Regions from separate parts of the Sus scrofa genome. Here all the other regions are linked to region 3. The links are chromatin contacts, called in public HiChIP or PLAC-seq maps. All regions are on one chromosome and are shown on one strand. Each heading gives the region's core, a stretch centred on a gene start, on an enhancer-like site or on the middle of the called end of the contact. The rest is flanking DNA. Distances are from core to core; before and after follow the strand shown. Region 1 holds the start of SLC25A43 (solute carrier family 25 member 43). Region 2 holds the start of SOWAHD (ankyrin repeat domain-containing protein SOWAHD). Region 3 holds the start of NKRF (NF-kappa-B-repressing factor).

Region 1 (4,876 bases), core at 871-3,370, 160 kb after region 3:
AGGTTATATGCAAATACCTACTGCATTTGATCTGACAGACGTGAACATTTGGGGATTCCGGTGTTGGTGGGGGGAGGGGCGGTGTCCTGGAACCAAGTCTCCCCACCCCCTGCCCCCCCATACCGAGGGATGACTGTATATATTCTAGAAGGTTAGCAGCAAAGCCACAGTACTTGAACCAGCCTTTGAAGTCCTGCCTCCCTCCCCTTGGCACACATTCCAAAGAAAGATTTCCAACCTACTCGGTGGAAAATAGAGTAAGTGGGGGAAAATTAAGTCGTTAAAACTCAGAGAACTGTTTACAGACTGCAGGCCAGATGTTGCTGAGGGCAAGGGGGCTGAGCAGGAACGTGAGCCTTGATAGAAATGCCTCAGGATCTCAGTACCCTCCCTTCCCCAAGAAGAGCAGGCAACTCTATTCCCAGGCAGAGGTGAAGGCAGGCCTGGAGGACTCAGAGATAAGGAAGATTCCATCGGGCTGGTCAGCTGCCAGGTGAGATATCCAGCTCTGGCCTCCCAGAGCCAAAGGCAAAAGCCTTTGACGCTTAGCTTCCCAGGCCATTGCACCTGGTCAAGACGGTGGGCTGTTTCTCTGAGCTCAGGCCATTCTTTGGGGTTGGCACGGTGCCCACCGGATGAGGAACACAGAAACATCTCAACCTGAAAGTCCATCACTACCACCTCATTCTTTAAGGCTTTGTTTCCAGTTAAAAATGCAAATATCTCTGAGGTCTGAGGAAGCTTTAAGACTCATCCAGGGAGTTCCTGTCGTGGCTCAGGGGTAACGAACCCCACTGGTGTCCATGAGGACGTGGGTTCCATCCCTGGCCTCGCTCAGTGGGTCAAGGATCCGGTGTTGCCTGGAGTGGCGGTGTAGGTCGGCCGTGGCTCGGATCCAACATTGCTGTGGCTGTGGTGTAGTCCCGTAGCTCCAGTTCCAGGAGCCCTAGCCTGGGAACTTACATATGCCGTGAGGGTAGCCCTAAAAAAGGAAAAAACCAAAACAACAACAAAAACACAAACTCATCCAGTTGTGTTACATCTTTAGATGTTTTCCTAAGAGGCAGCTGTTGCGGGAGAAGGTGTTAAAAGCCCAAAGAAGGAGGCCAGCGGGCAGCGAGGGATGGGTTGTCTGCAGTTTGGGGAGGGGAAGCTGCAGCCTCTGTTGGACCCTAAAGGCAAGCTTCTTGGGAGGAGAGCAGGACTCCGTGGCTTTTTTGTCGCCATGGATTGGGCTCTCTGCCCCTTATACTAAGTACGTTCTTCTGGGGGCTTTGGTCACACAGAATTCCATACACGCACCTTCAGAAGGGTCACTCTCCTGAGCCAGCCAAGGCAACATGTCCAAATGGGTGGACTGTGGGATGGATTAGGAGCTAACCATCCGGAGATCTCCTCACTCCTTCCCCCCCAATCTCCATGGGCCCCTTTCCACCTCCTCGCCCCTCCCACCCAGTCGGCCTCTCTGGGCCAGAGCTGCGCCCTCACCAAACCGCTCCTGGCGGGGCAGGAACCGCAAGAGAAGGTGAACGACTTGGGGACTGCGCTTTGGGGGCCAGAGAGGTCGCCTTCTGGCCGGAGGGGCTCCCACGCGACCCGGAACCCGGTTGCGGCGCACCGCCAGCCCCGATCCCGGCGCCCGGGTGGCGCAAGGCCGCGAGACCCCGGCGGCGGAACCCCCGCGCCACCCCCGCGGCGGCGGCCTCCAGGGCCCGGGCCCCGCCCCCGCCTCCCCCCCCCAGCCGGGCTCTTACTTGCGGTAGGCGGCCAGCTGCACGGCGCTGCAGGGGAAGAGGCGCAGGCAGGCCACCGCGTTCCCCTTCCAGAGCGCGCGGGGGCCCTCGGCCCGCCACACGCGCAGCCCTGCGGCCCACGGCCCCCGGGCGCGGCCGCGCACGACGCCGACCTGGGCCAGCACGGTGGCGAGCTCCAGCGGCGCGGTGAGGCTGAGGCTCAGCGCCCCCGCCAGCCCCGCGCACAGCAGCCGTTGGCTGCCCGTCAGCCGGCCGTCCCGCCGCCAGGTCGCCATCGCGCGTCCCCGGCCCGAGCCCCGGGCGGCGGCCGATCGCGTGGCTCGGGCCTGGGGCTCCCGGGCTCCCGGGCTCCCGGGCTCCAGGCGCAAGGGGCGGGCCAGGCCCCGCCCGGCGTGGGGCGGACCCGCGGCTCGGACGGGAAGCAGGTCCCCGCCTGGGCCGAGCTGGCCCGAGGCTGAGGCCGCACCGGTTTAAGGTCTGCTCTCAGGCAGGTTTCTGTTTACAGTTGAGAGAGTCTTCGCGTTCTCTCCAGGCCCAGCCCTCTCGATTTCTTGGGTCTAGAATATTCAGCGCCCCCACCCCCTGCCTCGTTTGCCCCCTTTCTCCCTGTCCACGTTCCACTTCGCCCTCTTCCTCCCCTCGCCTCTGCTCTCTTCCCTCCAACCTCTTTTTTTTCTGCCCCAAGAAAAAGCCTTATAGATTTCCCAGTGCAGAAGGGAAAAAAGCCTATAACATACACGTGATATAAGACACGACATGTATTAGGCTTTTCATATATTATCTCGCTTAATCCTCAAAACAGCCCTTAGTAGGTGTGTCCTCAACTGGAGAGGCTGTAGGTGTGGTGGTTAGAACCTGGACTTGGCTCTGCAGTTTACCAGCTGTATGACCTTGGGGAAGTTACTCAACCTCTCTGTGCCTCAGTTGCTTGTGTATAACTTCTTCCTCTCGGGGTTGTGGTGAGGATTAAATGAACAGTGATTCAGGTAAGCACTATAGATGTGTTGGCTATGGTTAGATATTTTTCAGAAGAGGAAACCAAGACAGGGAGATGGACTTGCTCTAGATCACACAGCTGCTAGAGGCAGTCAGGGTTCAAATCTAGGCCAACATCTACTAACAGTGACACTGCAAGTCCTGCTCTGTGACAGCAGAGTGTAACTTGAGCAGGGACATTTTCAGGGGTTCTGTTAGTCAACAGGACAACAGAGGCAAAGAAGGGCTAGGAGTGATTTGGTCAGAGTCCAAGAAGGATTTTGATGAGTTAAAAAAATTCCGCACTTCTCCCTCTTTTCTCTTTTAAAAGAGCCATAGCAATAATAATGATGAAAAGGCGGTCCAACAGTCTGTTAGTATCAGACATCCCAGATACGCAGTTGCTGTTAGGTTTGTATGTCGTTATTTTCTGCGTTTACTAACATACGGGATGATAAAGGAACCTTTTCTAAAAGGCATTGCGGGGTCTAGATTGAGAGGACTTCCAGTTACAGAAGCCTTGCTCTGCGCTCAACACTGGGGATGCTCATTTTTCTTGTTTTGTGAATTCTCCCATCTTGCTGTGAGCTCATTTCACGGCTGTGGGAGGTTGGAGAGAGCAGGTTTATGATTCTGAAGATCAGAGGACACCGGACTTTAAGGGGGGATTGAATTGGAATTTGGGGACTACGGAAAAGCAACCTTCAGGTGCCAGTTCTGTCCTAAAACCGTCTTGGACAACAGGACTAGATCCTAAAGCTCCTTCAGGGAGCTCTGCCCTGGAACGGAACAGTTGATGTAATAACCACGTTGTATAGAGACTAACTCCAGGGGGTTGTTTGGGTTTGGTTTGGTTTTAAGGCAGTTTGTGTGAGAGTTTCAACTGCATCCACCTTGGGAACAGATATACCCCTTTCTTTAGCACTGCTGTTCTTTTTTGTCTTCACAAACAGGGTGTTCAGTGAGCCACAGGCAAGAAGAGCCATTTTAGTCTTCACAGCTGGGGGCCCGGAGACATCGTGAGTTGATGATCTATTTTAACCTCAAACGTAAAAATGTATACTTTCTCACAACAGGGACGTCGAACAGTAAAATGAGTAACAGCAAAGTCTTTATTGACTGCCTTCTGCCTTTTTGTGGTAATGTGCTAACATGACAAGGTGTGTTCATATTTTACTCAGCCAGAGTCTAGTTCATCTGCTAAGCATTGGGAGTATTATGTAGGTTGATCTTAAACATAAATCGGTCTCTGAGGGTGCCCTCTATTTGGATTGTGACTTGTAGACTCAAGCTGACTTCACTGCCTCTTTTTCACACTTGTTGAAAAGTCTATGAAGGGCATAGCAAGGATCTCCACCTTTGGAAAAGGCACATGATGTGAAACTGGGGTGCTGTGTTAAAAATAAATGTATAACTTAAAAGAATAGGCAGTAAGTAAAATAATATTGGAAGTGATGTGGTAACATGAGGAGAAAGGGTGGCTGGCAGATTCAAGCCAATAGGCAGCCTCCTGCCCTAGTCAGGCCTTGGGAGATGCTAACAGTTTTTCATTCTCCAATTCTCATTTTTTGTTTCTCTTCTCACTGAGTGAAATCATCTCTCAGTACATTACCTTAGTTTAACTTGCTGATGCTTCTCAGAGTCTAATTTATCTTGCTATTTTATGCCAATATTGATCTCTGCTCTTCGATTTTTCATTTTATTATTTAACCGTATGGAATTTTATAAATTTCAAAAGTGGAATATACTTGTTGTACCAAGGAAAACAGTACGGAAGTGTATTAAAGTTAAGTCTTTCTGCGCATGCTCTGAGGTAACGTTAGAGCAACCACTGTTAAGAGCTGGGTGTGTGTGTGCATCTTTCCTCATATTTTTTTTTTCAAACCCAGACAAATATTCATTTATGGGGATTTTCCTCTTCCCTCCCTGCTTTCTTTCCTTCTAAGCAAAAAAGAGATAATCCCTCTGGACGGATATTTTTATTTTATTTTATTTTATTTTATTTTTTTGTCTTTTTAGGGCCACACCCGCAGCATATGGAGGTTCCCAGGCTAGGGGCCGAATTGGAGCTACAGCTACCAGCCTGTGTCACAGCCACAGCAATGCAGGATCCAAGCCGTGTCTGCAACCTACACCACAGCTCATGG
Region 2 (4,970 bases), core at 426-2,925, 130 kb before region 3:
AGAGGAACAGCCATGATTACAGCGGTCTTTAGGAAGATGATTATGGGAGGGGTAGAGGCAGAAAGCCAGGAGACTGTTCTAGGCTAGGGGAAATGGGGGCCTCAGGCCAAGTCGGCCCACTCCCGCTGGGTCCGATCATGATGGAAGTTACCAGAGGCTTTTCTCCCTTCACCCTCACACATCAGGAATCAGTCCCAAATAGCTGGAGCTTTCCTTCAAGACAGCCTATACATTTGTAATCCCTTTTTCGACCATTTTTTAAATGTGCCAGATGCTGTGCTAGGTACTTTATACATGTTCATTCTAGTAACCTTCCCAAGGAGCTCAAGAGCTAAGTATCATTACTATCCTCACTTTGCAGAGAGGTTAGGCCACTCGCCCAAGGTCACCCAGGGGGAAGTAGCAGACAGGTCTGTGTGACACCATAGCCTTTGTTCTGGCACAGAGGATCTGGCGTTCAAGCCAAGCTTATCAACTGACAATCACTCACACAAGCCCCAGATTCCAGCTAAATGGATGGACTCGTGCTAACCTGAGCATATCGTGCCCTCCTTTACCTAGAGGCTCCTTCCTCATGGCTTCTATTTGGTGAAGTTCTTCCCTGTGCCCTTCAAGGTTGGCCTCAGTGGCCACCTTCTCCAGTAACCGTCTTCTGATGACCTCAGCCCAGCGGGATCCCTCACCATCTGGTTGTGTCCCTCCTTTGGCCCCCAGACCAGACTGCCTTGTGTTGTATTTCTGTCCATTGATTCTGAACTGTCATTTGAACTGAACTCTTTGATGACTATGTCATATGACCCTTGAGCACCTAGTAGATGTGTTACCTCGTTCTGGTGTGGCAGCCTGGAGAAATGTAATTGTGTGCATGAGTGGCTGCGGTGGGGACGGGGACATTGTATGTGTCCCGGGTTGGGGGAGGTGTCCGCGGCCAGAACCTCCTCAATGCCCCACTCCCGCATCCCTGCCTCAGACTGAATGTGCAGGACACCAAAAGCAACTCATAGACTCGGTCAATTAGTAAAAGAAAAAAACCAAAAGGTGAGCAAGGGGTTGCTTCCTGGGGCTGACTAGCCAAAGCCACCTCCTGGCCTTTGCTGACTCCTCAGAGACCAGGCCCAGGCCCAGAGTGGGCCCCAAGCTTTAGGGCTTTCATTTTCAAAATGAACCCTGACTGACAAGCAGCTACTTCCGTTGCTCTGGAAACTCCCCTCCGCAACCCCAAATCTGTAAACACCAAACCACACACATGCACACACACTTCCAGAATATGCGAACAGCTGCCGCAATATTTTTTTTTTAATCAAAATGCCAGCATGGAGAACACAGGATGGAAGAACACTTGGACTATTAATTTTCCTCGCCGCTAAGCAGGCAGTTCCCGTCCCTATCAGGACTAATAATATCTCTGGTTCCAGTTCAAAGACCACAAAGGCAGTCGCCTGGCTCGATCCACAGACCCAGGATGCACGTGCCTTCACTTAACTGTTGCCAGAGACCAAAGTCATGGTGCCTCCCTAGCAACTCGTTTCATCTTGACTTAGCAAGTGCTTTGTAGAGGTCACCAGTTGCATACACTTTTCCCCAGAGCCAAGGCACCCATCTCTATTTCCGTAGAGAGGGCCTGTGGACAAAGAATGTTGCCTCCCATTCCAGTGAACAACCAATGTCGCCTGCCATCAAGCCATCAGCCACTGCAGCCACCGCCCCCCAACCCCAGTGCGCCCTGAGGGGAATTCAGGACGGAGAGAAACAGGATACTGGCCCTAGATAGTTTAGATGCATATCTAAGGAGTAATTTTGATGAGCCCAGACTGGCATTTTCTCATGCAGAGAAAAGCACTGAAATCATTAACACGAGATGTCTATTTTCTGTGATTAGCAGTAATGTTTGATGCTCTGTTCGAATATATATTGTTTTTTTTTTTTCTCTTGCCAACACTCCATATATCCTGGCTCCTCCCCTACCTGTTTGTTCCTCTGAGCTCTCTAGAGGCTGTCTCCCCACTATAATCCTCAGTAACGTCCCTGAATAAAACATAACTTGCTACTTTTAGGTTGTGTGTTTTTCTTCAGTCAAAGGTCAACAGATCTCTGGAGTTTGATACCTGGGAGTGGGGCGGAGGGAGAAAAAAGCTGATGGGAGGAGTTCCCACTGTAGCTCAGCGGGTTAAAAACCCAACTAGTAGCCATGAGAATGCAGGTTCAATCCCTGGCCTTGCACAGTGGGTTAAGGAACCAGCTTTGCTGCAAGCTTGTGGTGTAGATCGCAGATGCGGCTCAGATCTGGTATTGCTGTGGCTCTGGCGTAGGCCGGCAGCTGTAGCTCTGATTAGATCCCTAGCCTGGGAACCTCCATATGCTACAGGTGCAGCCCTAAAAAGAAAAAAGAAAAAAAAAAAAAAGCAAAAGGGGTAGAACCGACCCTCCTAAAATGAAAATGCCTGTCCCCGGAGGGGATTGGGGCAAAAACCCCTCAAGCCCTTGGAAACAGCCACTCCAAAGGTCGAGTGTAAGCAAGGTTTGCATTTGGAATGGTGGTACTGGGGCCTTTTCCCAACGGCAGCCTCTCTAGTGTATTGTTTGTTTATAGGTCCTGGACTATTCAACATAGAAGAGAACGGAATCTTTCCTTGGTCAGGTTCTTCATTCTCCAGGTGAGGTCAGAGAGGATGGCAGGAGGTAGAGAAACTTCAAGCTGAAATGTTGAAAGGAAATCTTTTTTTCTTTTTTCTTTTTCTTTTTTGCTTTTTAGGACTGCACTTGTGGCACATGGAACGTCTCAGGCTAGAGGTCAAATTGGAGCTACAGCCGTCGGCCTATGCCACAGCCACAGCAGCACCTGATCTGAGCCGCCTCTTTGACCTACACCACAGCTCACAGCAACACTGGATCCTGAACCCACTGAGCGAGGCCAGGGATCGAACCGGAGTCCTCATGGATCCTAGTCAGGTTTGTCTCCACTGAGCCGAGATGGGAATTCCCGAAAATAAATCTTGATGAGGAGAGAGAGTGGTTCAGAAAACTCATTGGAAGCAGTGGGGAATTATAATTGATCTGCGAAAATTTAATTTGCACGCAACTTTTCAGGAACATGTTCCCGGGGTGAAGCCAAAAGCATATGTATCTTTGGCTCTCGGTGGAGTTTGCCAGCAGAGCTCATGGATTCAGAAAAATCCATGCAGATCAGGCATGAAGGGAATGCGTGGAAGAGGGGAAGTCAAGTCCCTCAGGCTTCTATAACCATTGCTGATGGGGCTTCCAGATATGAAATATGTCTTCTGTCCTCCAAAGACCTGTGCTGATCCCATCACGTGATTCTCAGGGAGCGAGAAAGCCACGAAGAGGAACTCCTTTCTCACTGAACGAAAGAGTGTGTGGCTGTGAGTGTGTAAACTCTGTTCCTGAGTGTGTGTGCGCGCTTGCAGGCGTACTGCCAGACATCACTGTCTCTGGTTGTCATCTGCCCCTTCCCAAGTGTCAGAGCTTTCTATGAGGAGACCCCTGAGAACAGTTTAACATTCTGAATGCCTTTTCCTTAGACTATAGACTGAATCATAGTTAGCATATGCTGAAAACATTCTTTTCTAGTATTTTGATTTTTAATTTTTTGGGCCATGCCTACAGCATGTGGAAGTTCTTGGCCAGGGATCGAACCCACGCCACAGCAGCAACCCCTAAACCGCTGCTGCAACAACACCGGATCCTTAACTCGCTGTGCCACAAACTCCACTTTTATGTACATAGAAAAGTGGAGTTTTATATACATATATGTGTCTATATATAGTCTTTTTTAGGGCCTCACCTGCGGCATATAGAGGTTCCCTGGCTAGGGGTCGAATCGGAGCTACAGCTGCTGGCCTACACCACAGCAACGAGGGATCCGAGCCTTGTCTGCGACCTATACCGTAGCTCACGGCAACGCTGGATCCTTAACACACTGCATGAGGCCAGGGGTCGAACGTGCATCCTCATGGATGCTAGTCAGATTCGTTTATACTGAGTCACAACAGGAGCTCCACTATTCTATATTTTGAATTTGTTTTTTCCCCTACTTGAACTCTTCAGTAAAGTGTGATGTATTTTTTGGAAAAAAACTGTGATCTTACTTTGGGAGCCGGGTAAGCGTGGAATAATAGAAGGTGGTAAGACCAAGTTAGCATCTGTGAACGACGAGACCAGGGTTTTTCAAAACGAGGAGAAAGATGTGGGCAGGGAGCTGAAAGACATATTTAGGCCTTAGTGCAAGCAGAAAACTTGCCTAAAACTCGGGCTGCAATGACTTAACTGGAGTCCAAGTGTCACGCATGGGACATGAGGTGTGACAAGGAAAATAAATTTCCATTACACCTTTTATAGATACTGCAAGTGAAAATGTCACATCCTGGAAAAGACCTCAGGCATTACCACGTAGGGACACACGAGGGCGCTCTAGCCAACTAGCAACTGAGAAAACCAGAAAGGTGGCCTAGATGTCTACCTGGGAGGAGAGAGACACTGCCGGCCCTTTCTTGATGTGAATTCAGGTTTCTACCCAGGATCAGGCTGCTCACCCTTGGCCCTTAAGTAGGTGCAAGGAAGGAGGAACTAGCATCAGGGGCTGTGGTGAGAAGGTCAAGGTGTCATATCGAAAAGAATGGGAACAATCTGGAGAGCGAGCAAAGACGGTGACCAGAACAGTGTTTGCTTACTTTATTCCAGTGGCGTTAGCTTCTGTAGTATGTAAGGCTTGGAATAATAATCTCCTATGATTTTCAGAGTGCTTTCAAATTTTCAAATTATCTCTGACCCAGGCAGCAGGCCTGTGAGGTACGTAGAGGAGACAGCATTTTTTTTTTTTTTTATAAGGGCCTCACCCGTGGTATATGGAGGGTCCCAGGCTGGGGCAGAATCAGAGCTACAGATGCCGGCCTACGCCACAGCCACAGCAATGCCAGATGCGAGCCATGTCTGTGACCTACACCACAGCTAGT
Region 3 (4,861 bases), core at 1,270-3,769:
ATGAGTGATTATAGGAGGTTTCTGGATTGTTTTAGGGTGGCGATGGCTGCCATTATTACAGCTCCCTCCTACACCTCTCTTCAACCATTATTCAGATAATCTACTTCTGCTTAGGGGTTTCAATTCCTGCTCACTGAGAAACCATCTGTTGTTTGTGAGAAGGGAACGGGCTAAGATAGGTTGGCTGAAGGATTTTTTGATCAGGATTACGAGGGAAAGAAGGTCATGGAGAATCATGCGAATTTTTGATTTGTTTCCTAGAGATGAAACTGCTTATTCCATAGCAGAAATTACAAACGGACTCCACTTATAGCGATTCCCTAACAAATGGCCTCTAACACCAGTTTCATTGCCTTACACTTTGTAATCCAAATTCTTAAGTCAGACTGCAATTATTTATTCCTATATGATGGAAGAATTTTCATCCAACCTGAAAGGAAGTCATTTTTCTTTCTCTTTCTTTCTTTCTTTTTCTTTCTTTCCTTTCTTTCTTCTTTCTTTCTTTCTTTCTTTCTTTCTCTCTCTCTCTCTCTCTCTTTCCCTCTCTCTCTCTTTTTAATCTTTTCAGGGCCACACCCATGGCATATGGAGGTTCCCAGGCTAAGGGTCAAATCGGAGCTGTAGCTGCAGGCCACACCCACAGCCACAGCAACGCAGGATCTGAGCTGCGTCTGCGACCTACACAACAGCTCATGGCAACGCTGGATCCTTAACCCACTGAGGGAGGCCAGGGATCAAACCCTCATCCTCAAGGATGCTAGTTGGGTTCATTAACCACCGAGCCACTACGGGAACTCCCATTTTTTTTCTGAACTCTTTTTCTAAGAAGATGTGTATTGACTGCAATGCTGATTTTGATGAAGTTTGGCTGCTTAGGCTGAAATTAATCTAACTGTAAAATAACAAATCAGCTTAAAATGTAGGCTCCAAGAAAATGAATTTCACAAGTTTGGGATAATAAGAAGAGCCTTCATTTATTCAATCATTCATTTAATTCAACAAATATCTATGGAGTTCCTACAGGAGCCAGATGTAGGTGCTAAAAGAAAGACAACTGAGTCCTTTGTTCTTATGCAGCTGACAAGGGGAGGTGGGGAGGAGTCATTTTTTTTTTAAGTTCAAAACTTGGTCCAAGCTGTTAAGACAAGAACAAGCACAACACCCCCTCCCCCCAAAAAAACCCCAGAGCAATGCAATGGCAAATGTCTGGGGGAGCACTGGATGAGGAGTCAAGTCACCTAAATTTTGATCTCGGCTTTGCCATGAAAAATCTCTACAGCCTCCAGCTTATCACTACACCTCTCTGGCCTTATTTTTCACAATCACACAATGATTACTTGAATTTATTATCTCTAAGCTTCCTTTCTAGTATCATATTCTTTGACTTGATGGTACAAAGACTGTCATTACTTCAATAAACATGAATGCCTACCACAGAGTCAAAGACAAAATAGTCCCTGTGTAACGGGAGACAGGCATGGAAATAAATCATTATGCGACAGTGTGAAAAATGCTGTAATCTTCTGTTTTTCTCAGTCCAACACATTCCTACACATAAGATGTATCACACAATAAGACATATGCCTTTAAAGAGTTAAAGGGGACAATGGGTCAAAACCACCTCATCCAGTGGTCCTGCCACCATGGGACATTTAAGTTCTATGCAGGACTATTTCTCTCCAGCGACTCTGTAACCAGTTCCAGGACATGGGAGAAAACCCAGTTTCTTTTTCCTTTGTATTGACTATATTGAGCACACAGTGGGTGCTGTATAAATTCCCGGTGACAGACACTCATTGATTAACTAAGTTCATAGCACAGATTGGCAGACAGGGATTGAAGGATCGGGCTGGATCGGAACCACGCGGGGAGTGATAACATTTTCCTACAGTGATTGAGCCATCTGCTGCTGTGCAGTTTTAACCCTCTTTTTTTGGGGGGAGCTTTCATATTTTGTAATATTCTGCACGTTTTAAAGTGATACAGCTAATACAGAATTATTTGAAATCGTGATCAGAACGGTGTTAACACGATGTTTGTATTTCTCAACAATTGGGATAGAGTATGGACGATAAAAGTGCTTGCCTTGAGAAGTGGCTGTGGATGATTTTCTTTGCAAGTATTTAATTTTTTACTATTACTTCACGATAAAATCCAAAGCCAATGAGGAACGACGCACAGGGCTTTTCAAGCTATCCTCTGAAGAAAAAGCGCCACGGGGAGCTGACATTTTAGGAAAAAAAAAGTGTAAAACCCATTTCCAACCCAAGTCCCTCCCAAAGCACATGGTCCCAGTGGTCTTGGAGGCTCTGAAACCGAGGGAAAAGCGTCAGGCGAGCCACTGCCGCCAACAATCAGCTGAGAGAGCCTTCCAGGGACTTAAACTGGACAACGTCCCGGAACCTCGGAGAACCGCCCCCAAAGCCCCTTCCTGGAGCCCCGCCCACCGCTTGTAACCATAGTGCGTCAAAGGCCGGTAATCGTCATAAGTGGAAAAAAATATACATCGCGCGAGATTCAGCGACGGGATTTCGAAGTTAGGGAACAGCCGCGGCGCAGGCGCACTGGCCTCACAACCGCGGGGCGGCACGCGGGTAGGTAGGCTAGAGCTCAGAGGAGGGGGAGCAGAGCGTGCTGCTGTCTTTTTTTCCCCCCCTTCCCGGCGCAGTGCGTGAGCCTGCGGGTCGCTGGAGGTGCGGAGCGCGGAGCCTGGCTCGGCCTCCCTGGCGCGCGTGTGACTGCGGCGGGCGCCCTCCTCCTGATCCTCCACGAGTTGGAGGAGTGAACCGGGCGTGCTCCCGGGTTGCCGGGAAGTGAGCTTGTGCTCGCCTTTTCCTTTTTGACGGTCGCCCCTCACGCACACACTCCAGTCCCTTGAGAGTTGGTCTTCGCGCCTCGGCGCGCCCCTCTTCACGCGGCCCCTCCCACAGACCCCAGTCCCCATTCGCCCCTGGTCCGGAGTTGGCTTCATCCCTGGGGTCCCTGCTTGGGGGCGGAGAAGATGGCTGGCGGACGTCTGCTGTTGGGGGGCGACTTCCTGTCGCCGCCGCCGCTGCCCCCCCTCCCGCCGCCGCCGCTGCCGCCCCTCCCGCCGCCCCCGCCCGAGCCAGTGCTGGAGCAGTGGCGCTATAGCCACGAAAGTGACTGGCAGTGGGCTCTGCGGCGCAGCTTCATCTGTCGGCACCTGCACAGCTATCCCGGGGCTGCCCTAGACCAGCTCCTCGCTCTCTCCGCTGCCTGGACCAACCACGTTTTCCTGGGCTGCAGGTGAGGAAGGCGTGAGGGTTGGGTTAGGGACCGGGCTGGGGGTGGGGGCGGAATCGGTGATGGGGTCGGGATAGGGCCGAGGGCCGGGTTTGGATGAGGGCTTAGAGACTGGAGAGTTGGAGGTGCTGGCGGACTCCAGAGGGCTCAACGTTGGCCTGGTGGGGAGGTGGGGAAGTTGGCCGAGCGAGGTAGTAGGGGATGACATAACAGAAGGGTGCAGGGATCTGGGGAGCCACCCCTCCAGGACCAGGGATGGAGATGAAGCGGCGCCTGGCAGGGGATTGTTAAGAGGTGGTCATTGTGATGGTGCTTTTGGAGGGCGTGGGAAACGACGAATAGCAGAACCTCGAACCTGCGTAGGACCTTCCAAGGATGCGGTATCCGCAGAGAATATTGGACAATCGGGGTTTCGAGGGTCTGTGCGGAGAGAGGCGGGGGACCCTGCAGTTCTAATCCTAGTCTCCTGATCATTCTCTCTTGCCATCCCCATTAAATTAAACACCACCAGCTCCCCAGCTGGGTTTTACTGTCTTCTCCTGGGGAGGCGGTTTGTATGAGGTCTCAGCCGCAGGGTCCGCCTTGCTTGTAGATTTCCGCATAATGTGTCTGGACGCAAACAAAGAAATGGATATATCTACTGTAAAAATGGATCGTCCCCTTTCACCTTAAGTGAGATCAGAAGGATTAACATTTGGCCTCTGAGGGAGGTTTTAGGTGTGCGTGTGTTTGTTTTCCTCCCCTTTCCTAGAACCTGGAGTGTGTTCTGAACGGGCCTCTTTGAAAGCATTCAATGGAGGCTGCGGTGTGGTTCCAACGCATTTTTTTTAAAAACAGACTACTTGGACCACTGTCCTTCAGAACCCCCAAATAAGCCCTATACTAGACTAATCATTCCTTTGATAGACTGAGAGGCTTCTCGCTCTCTCTCTTTTTGACACTCTTGCCTCAAGGTGAATTTTTTATTGGGAAGGATGAGAAATTCTGGGAAATGACCAGATCAAATTCAGCCAATTCAGTTCCAGGAATGACCAACAGATACAGAAAAATAGAATTATCTACTGTTAATGCTTAATTGTTGAACATAGCATCCAGTGAGATACTTTGTTTTGCTTTTATAGCGCAAATGGATTTTTTTTTTCCTTTCTTCTCTGGGTTAGTGTAACTTCTGCCTCCAGAGATAATGATTATTTCACTGGAGGAACTGGTTACAACTGGGGAAGTCTCAGTAATTAATCCAGTCAGATAAAACTAATTGACCTTCACGTAACAATATTGTTCTAGCAGTTGAAGAGGTATCTTTATCCTATAATCAGAGATCTCCTTAATATCACAGAAGGCCATGGGAGATCCGTATCCTTAAAAAGAAACTTACATGGGAGAGGAGACTAACCATCCTTTGTGTAAATGATTCATCTTACCTTCCCACTAGAATGTAAGCTCCTTTGGGGAAGGGTTTTTGCTTTCTTGTTCACACTGTTATCTTCAAGGCCCAGAAGAGTGTCTCCTTCATAATAGCTGCTCAATCAATATGTGTGAAGTGAAGAGATGAATATAGCTTTGTAATGTACAAAATCTTTTTTTTTTTTTTTTGCTT

The links. HiChIP or PLAC-seq counts read pairs in DNA pulled down with a chosen protein or histone mark.
Region 1: a contact with region 3 is called in an H3K27ac HiChIP or PLAC-seq map of alveolar macrophages. The contact joins the promoter of SLC25A43 here to the promoter of NKRF in region 3. A contact is called at or near these places in 1 of 5 promoter capture datasets (fetal liver) and 1 of 2 datasets of contacts at active chromatin or transcription factors (alveolar macrophages).
Region 2: an H3K27ac HiChIP or PLAC-seq map of alveolar macrophages shows a contact between it and region 3. The contact joins the promoter of SOWAHD here to the promoter of NKRF in region 3. A contact is called at or near these places in 1 of 5 promoter capture datasets (fetal skeletal muscle) and 2 of 2 datasets of contacts at active chromatin or transcription factors (alveolar macrophages and skeletal muscle).

The regions. Positions count from the first base shown.
Region 1 is chrX:97,866,048-97,870,923 of Sscrofa11.1, reverse strand. SLC25A43 (solute carrier family 25 member 43) reads right to left here and starts at 2,120. Exons shown (of 5, transcript XM_001927589.4): 1 at 1,755-2,120. The coding sequence starts at 2,029. It overlaps AKAP17B (A-kinase anchor protein 17B), which reads left to right. Exons shown (of 7, transcript XM_021080242.1): 1 at 1-1,525; 2 at 3,683-3,748.
Region 2 is chrX:98,151,142-98,156,111 of Sscrofa11.1, reverse strand. SOWAHD (ankyrin repeat domain-containing protein SOWAHD) reads right to left here and starts at 1,675. Exons shown (of 1, transcript XM_003135343.5): 1 at 1-1,675.
Region 3 is chrX:98,023,081-98,027,941 of Sscrofa11.1, reverse strand. It overlaps NKRF (NF-kappa-B-repressing factor), which reads left to right and starts at 2,519. Exons shown (of 3, transcript XM_001927183.6): 1 at 2,519-3,267. The coding sequence starts at 3,002.